2 separate regions of the Sus scrofa genome follow, and region 2 is linked to region 1. The links are chromatin contacts, called in public Hi-C maps. All regions are on one chromosome and are shown on one strand. Each heading gives the region's core, a stretch centred on a gene start, on an enhancer-like site or on the middle of the called end of the contact. The rest is flanking DNA. Distances are from core to core; before and after follow the strand shown. Region 1 holds the start of USP53 (inactive ubiquitin carboxyl-terminal hydrolase 53). Region 2 overlaps SEC24D (protein transport protein Sec24D).

Region 1 (2,555 bases), core at 31-2,530:
AACCTCCTAAATTTAAGTATCACTCAGAAATAGCCTTTTAAAACTCCTTGCAAAAATATACATATTTTTTTTTCCAGATGAGAAAACATTTGGCAAACTCTGCTATCCAACAAATAAAGCCTTGCAGTACATTTATAAGCATTAATCAGACTTTGCATTGATAAGAAAACCTGTAGCAGGATAGCAAAACCTCAGAGCACGCTCGGTTTGCAGGCTTCAGAAACAAATCCTCCCTGTTACACCTGTGCAAGTACTTCCTGTTCTTCAAAGATGTTTAAAAGTAGTTTGGTAAACGTCCCATAAGTCGCCATTTAAAAGCTAAACATTAACTTTATAAATTATTACTACCACCCAGAAACCACCAGCCCAAAGATTCTCACAAATCATATCTTCTCCCAAGACACCAACATAACCACCTGGATCCCTTTAAAAAGCTGCTGCTCCGGACAGGCAGTGGCTTGGAAGTGAGGGGCAGGCGCCAAGTAAGGATAATATTCGTAACCCCAACGCACTAAACGACCCAGTGGGACCGCAGTTTCTGCCCCTGGCACGCCCTCAAACACTGCAACAATTAACAACCAAGACCCAGTAAGAAAAGCACCCCCTCCTTCCGCGCGGGCGCCTTTACCCTGGCCAAAGGCATCTCCGCCAAATCCCCGACCCGGTGGGGAGTAACCGGGAGGGCTGCATGACCTCGGGCGCCTGAAACCCGGCAACGAGCCCTGAGTCTGCCCCGAGGAGGGTGGAGTTGGGGAGGAGGTCGCAGGGCTGCGAGGGGAGAGACCAGGTCTGAGGCTGGAATGAGGGTATTCCAGTCAGGCCCGTGTGGGAGCAGGTCGTAGGATCTTCGTCCAGGGACTAGTTTTGTAGACTTACCTTGAGCTCTGCCCTTTCAGCGAGAATAGTATGCGGTCCAGGTAGAGAAACAATGGCCTTCTACTTCTACAGAGCTACCTCCCGTTGGCCTAGCTCCGCCTCAGGTCGACACCAAGCTGTTAGACAAACAGCTGCCACCGTAACCGAGGCTCACCGGGAACTGGAGCAGAGGCTACTGGTCTCTGCCGCCTAGAGCTCGACCCAGCGCACGGAGCATGCGCACATGCCTCAGCACTCCAGGGCCAGTGAGGGCAGTGACACCTGCGATCAACAGGTCCTGGTAGCTCCGCCCTTCTCCCCGCCTCACCCCTGCCCCGCCCCCCTGGAGCTGGCCTCGCCTTCCCGCACACCAAACTGGCCCCGCCCCCCGCAGGCGATTTCCCGGCTTTCCGGACCTGCGAAACTGTATTCCCGCGGGGGTTAGATGGGGCGCGCGATCCAGTCGACTTACTCCGAGGCGCCAGATCCCGCGAGAGCAGGAGCTTGACCATTTTTCCTAAGGCGGGAGCGGGCTGCTGGGGCTTCTCTGTTGGAGGAAAGTGGCTGCAGGTTGGTCTGTGTGGTGTAGAGGGAAGGAAGGGATAGTTCCTCAAGTAGAGGTGATTATTCCGGTAGTCTTGGTCATTTATTCAGTATTTTCTAAGCTCAGGGACGCGAATCCACCAACGACTGCCGTTTAAGTTAGGTGTTGTTACCTCAGAGAAAACTATTGCCTGGCATCGAAACCCCATGTGAATACACAGGTCTCTTTAGCTTTCTGTGAATCATTACAATATTTGCAGTTAAATGGCTTCCATTGGCTTAAATGTATATCACCCAGGTTGTTGTTTCGTGACTATTAATAAAATGAAAGCTTTTATAACACGTTGACCTGGTTAATGGTTAATTGTGAGAAAAAATTGGCTACCTCCATACTGTACTCTCAACAGGTTTTAAGTTGCAAGCTAAAGCTTGGAAAATGGGCTAAACTTTGTTCAATAATAACATAATTCTTTTTGTTTTGGGGGGGTGCGGATTTTAGGGCCGTACCCTGTGGCATACGGAAGTTCCCAGGCTGGGGGTTGAATCAGAGCTGTAGCTGCCAGTCTACTCCAGAGTCACAGCAATGGCCAGATCCAGATTAGCTCCTGCCACCTACACCACATCTCACTGCAGGCGGGGATCCCAGACCCACTGAGCGAGGCCAAAGATTGAACCCACGTCCTCATGAATACTGGTCGGGTTCATTATCTCTGAGCCACAGCGAGAACCCCCATAACATATTTCTTACAAATGGTAGTAAAGGAAAAATTCACTGTCATCTTTAGTATCAAAGATTGCTCTCAATAAGTAGTAAGTAAGGTTTTGGAACTCATTTCTAAGCTGTTGCAGGTAGAACATACAGACTATAAAAATCGATTTAACTAAACTCATAGGTACTTCTAAATGTTTATCTGAAGAAACATTTTAGATTGGTATAGGTGAATAGTACCTGAGACTGAATCACTGAGAATTTATTGAGCATTTACTATGTTCCCTTTATTGAATTGGGCACTGAAGAAAATAAAGTGAAATTTAAGATATGGTCCCTGCCTTCAGGAAATTTAAAACTTTTGGAGAAGGAAAAAACTCTACATTTAAAAAATAGCACCATTAACTCTCTCCTTGGTTTCCATAGTGCCGCTTTCTGCTATTTCTGC
Region 2 (2,555 bases), core at 19-2,518, 140 kb after region 1:
GGCACAATTCATCTACATTGCCAACCACAGTTGTTGACTACCCACTCCTTACCACAGCCTTGGCCTGACAACCTGCACCCGATTTTGCCTGAAGTTATGGCAAGGACCAAGTAACCATACAGAGCAGAGTTCCCTCCATCTAGCACTGAGTCATCTTCTTTTTCTCTCCTCCCTTCCCCTCTCCTATTGCTGTACCTGGGAGCTTTGGATAGGAGATAGTGAGCCCCTCATGACTGAGGGCAGGAGAACTTGCTGGAATAAAGTTGTTGTGTGAATTAAATACATGTATTAAGGCCCTTAACACATTTGAAATTTCTAATATGTATGTTAGTTCTTTCTCTATCCCTTCCCCCAAGTTGTTGAAGCTTTCTTAAGTTAAACTGAAATTTACTATCTTGTAACTGCCATTCATTAGTCCTGTTTTTCTTTTTCACCAATGAAGACCTTTAATCTCTCATCCATATCAAACTTCCTCAAATATCCAGCTCTTCTACCTCCTCCCACTGGTAAATGTACGAACATATCTCCTCTTACAGAACCTCCAGACACCTCACCATCCTTTTTGTTTTAGAAATAAACTTTAGTGCATCAAAGGCCTGAAAACAATACTCTCAATGGGATCAAAGCTGTACTCAGTGGGTCCACCTCTCCCTTTGTTCTGTTTAAGCAGCCTCTAAGGTTTAAGCAGCCTCTGACTGATTTTGTCAATCCACCACACCATTCGTTCATTTAAATGTGAAGTTCAAACAAAAGTACTGGGATATTTCCCTGTGCTCCATAAATGTTTTGAGGATTTTACAATCATATTTGTTTTCATTTTAAAAAAGCTAATTAGCATTCAAAGTGCTTCAAAATTCTCCTTTAGTCTAGATCCCAAAATAAAAATGTTTTCATTACTGCCAGAGAGATTTCAGTTTGTTATTAGTAAGAACATTTTTGATTGGAGATAAGAGACTCTACCGCCCTACGGCCAAGGGAAGTCATACAATCCCTTTCCCCAGAGATAAGAAAAATCAGCCAAAGAATTTTGTACAGTCTCTAGATGATAAAATTGTATCATTCTATACCTAGAAATATTTATTCTCAGGCTTGATTAGAAGCAGAGGGCCAGATAAAATCACATCTCAAAGTCCTCTTTATTCTTCTATTTAAAAAACAAATTTAGAAGACTTTTTAAAGCAAATTATTTGCAACACGTTTTTAGAATGGCTGCCTGTGACGCACTCTGATCAGGAAGAGAGTTTGCTGCCACCTCCTGGGCCCCTAGAATAAAGTCATCAACATCAGCGCTTCAGGGCCTGTTCCTTCAGACAGGGCATCAAGAGCATTTGAAAGCAGGTGCTGTTTACAATTCTGGCTGTCCCTGATTGGATGAACTGGAAAACTATTCATGAGTTTTAAAGAATAAAGTCTACTTCAGTGTTTTTTGTTTTTTTGGCCACGTCCACCACATGTGGAAGTTCCTGGGCCAGAGATCGATCCCATGCCACAGCAGCAATCTAGCTACTACAGTGACAACACCAGATCCTTAACCCACTGTGCCACAAGGGAACTCCTGACTTCAGTGTTTTGTGTGTTAGAAAGTTGTTTTCAAAGTGCAGTTCACAACCATTGATATCAGAATCACCCGGGGTATATATATAAAAAACAAATTCCTGGGCCCCACCCAGAGCTACTAAATCAGAATTTCCCTGGGGAAAGGGGAATCAATTTTCCCTTGGGACCAAAAGTTGGAAAACTATATGTTAGGATACTCTGAGGGCAATAGTTTGCTAACACTAAATCCCTGTATATAAAGGCAATAACATTAGTTAGTGAATTGAAGTGTTAAATTTTAAATCAAAAGTTCTAAGTGATATATTTTGCTTTGCTCTTTATTTCAGTAATACCACCTGAAATGGATTGTAACATTTTGTTGGATATTTTATAATGTAGAATTCAAAATCTATTTAGCTCCTATTAAATTTACATGAAGGAATATAATTGACATCACTGATAAGCATTAACAAGTAGTCCAGGAGTTTTCATTGTGGCTCAGTGGGTTAAGAACCTGACTACTACCCATGAGGATGCTGGTTCAATCCCTGGCCCCATTCAGTGGGTTAACCATCCAGTGTTGCTCCAACCTTATGGTGTAGATCACAGATACGGCTCGGATCTGGCATTGCTGTGGCTGTGGGGTATGCCAGCAGCCACAACTCCAATTCAACTCTGGCCCAAGAGCTTCCATATACTGAGGGTACCGCTATTAAAAAAAAAAAAAAAAAGTAGTCCAGTGGTCCAGACCATCAATAAACTATAAGTATGATTAAAAAACAAACTTATTGTGTAGGGTTTGTATGATCCTTTAATTAGCATTTTATTTATATCAGTCCAGCCTTTTCCTTAGTGATTTTTAGCTCTAGAGGATGGTTTTGTGAACACTTCTTTATCAATCTGAGTTATGCTAGCAGAAAGAACTAATGCAATGCAAGAAAGAGACCTAGTTTTTTTCTTTTTAAGAAAAAAATGTAATTAAATGTCACAAAAGGAAAACTGAACTAAATAAATTTAAC

What was found. A called contact is a pair of places that touch in the nucleus more often than the background predicts.
Region 2: a contact with region 1 is called in a Hi-C map of skeletal muscle, with 5 times the contacts expected there. The contact joins the enhancer-like site here to the promoter of USP53 in region 1. A contact is called at or near these places in 8 of 47 Hi-C or Micro-C datasets (embryonic fibroblasts, fibroblasts, heart right ventricle and 2 more) and 2 of 2 datasets of contacts at active chromatin or transcription factors (alveolar macrophages and skeletal muscle).

What each region holds. Positions count from the first base shown.
Region 1 is chr8:104,559,431-104,561,985 of Sscrofa11.1, forward strand. USP53 (inactive ubiquitin carboxyl-terminal hydrolase 53) reads right to left here and starts at 1,281. Exons shown (of 16, transcript XM_003357043.4): 1 at 877-1,281. It overlaps SEC24D (protein transport protein Sec24D), which reads left to right and starts at 1,293. Exons shown (of 26, transcript XM_021100700.1): 1 at 1,293-1,425.
Region 2 is chr8:104,698,118-104,700,672 of Sscrofa11.1, forward strand. The region is part of intron 2 of SEC24D (protein transport protein Sec24D); the gene reads left to right. The region is part of intron 4 of SYNPO2 (synaptopodin-2); the gene reads right to left. Among named protein-coding and RNA genes, the nearest start is that of MYOZ2, 90 kb to the left of the region's middle. Within about 2 kb of position 1,269, at least 33 of the 83 cell types and tissues checked have an H3K27ac peak or open chromatin away from gene starts, as enhancers often do. A contact at or near this core is called in alveolar macrophages, embryonic fibroblasts, retroperitoneal adipose tissue and 1 more, where this site is marked.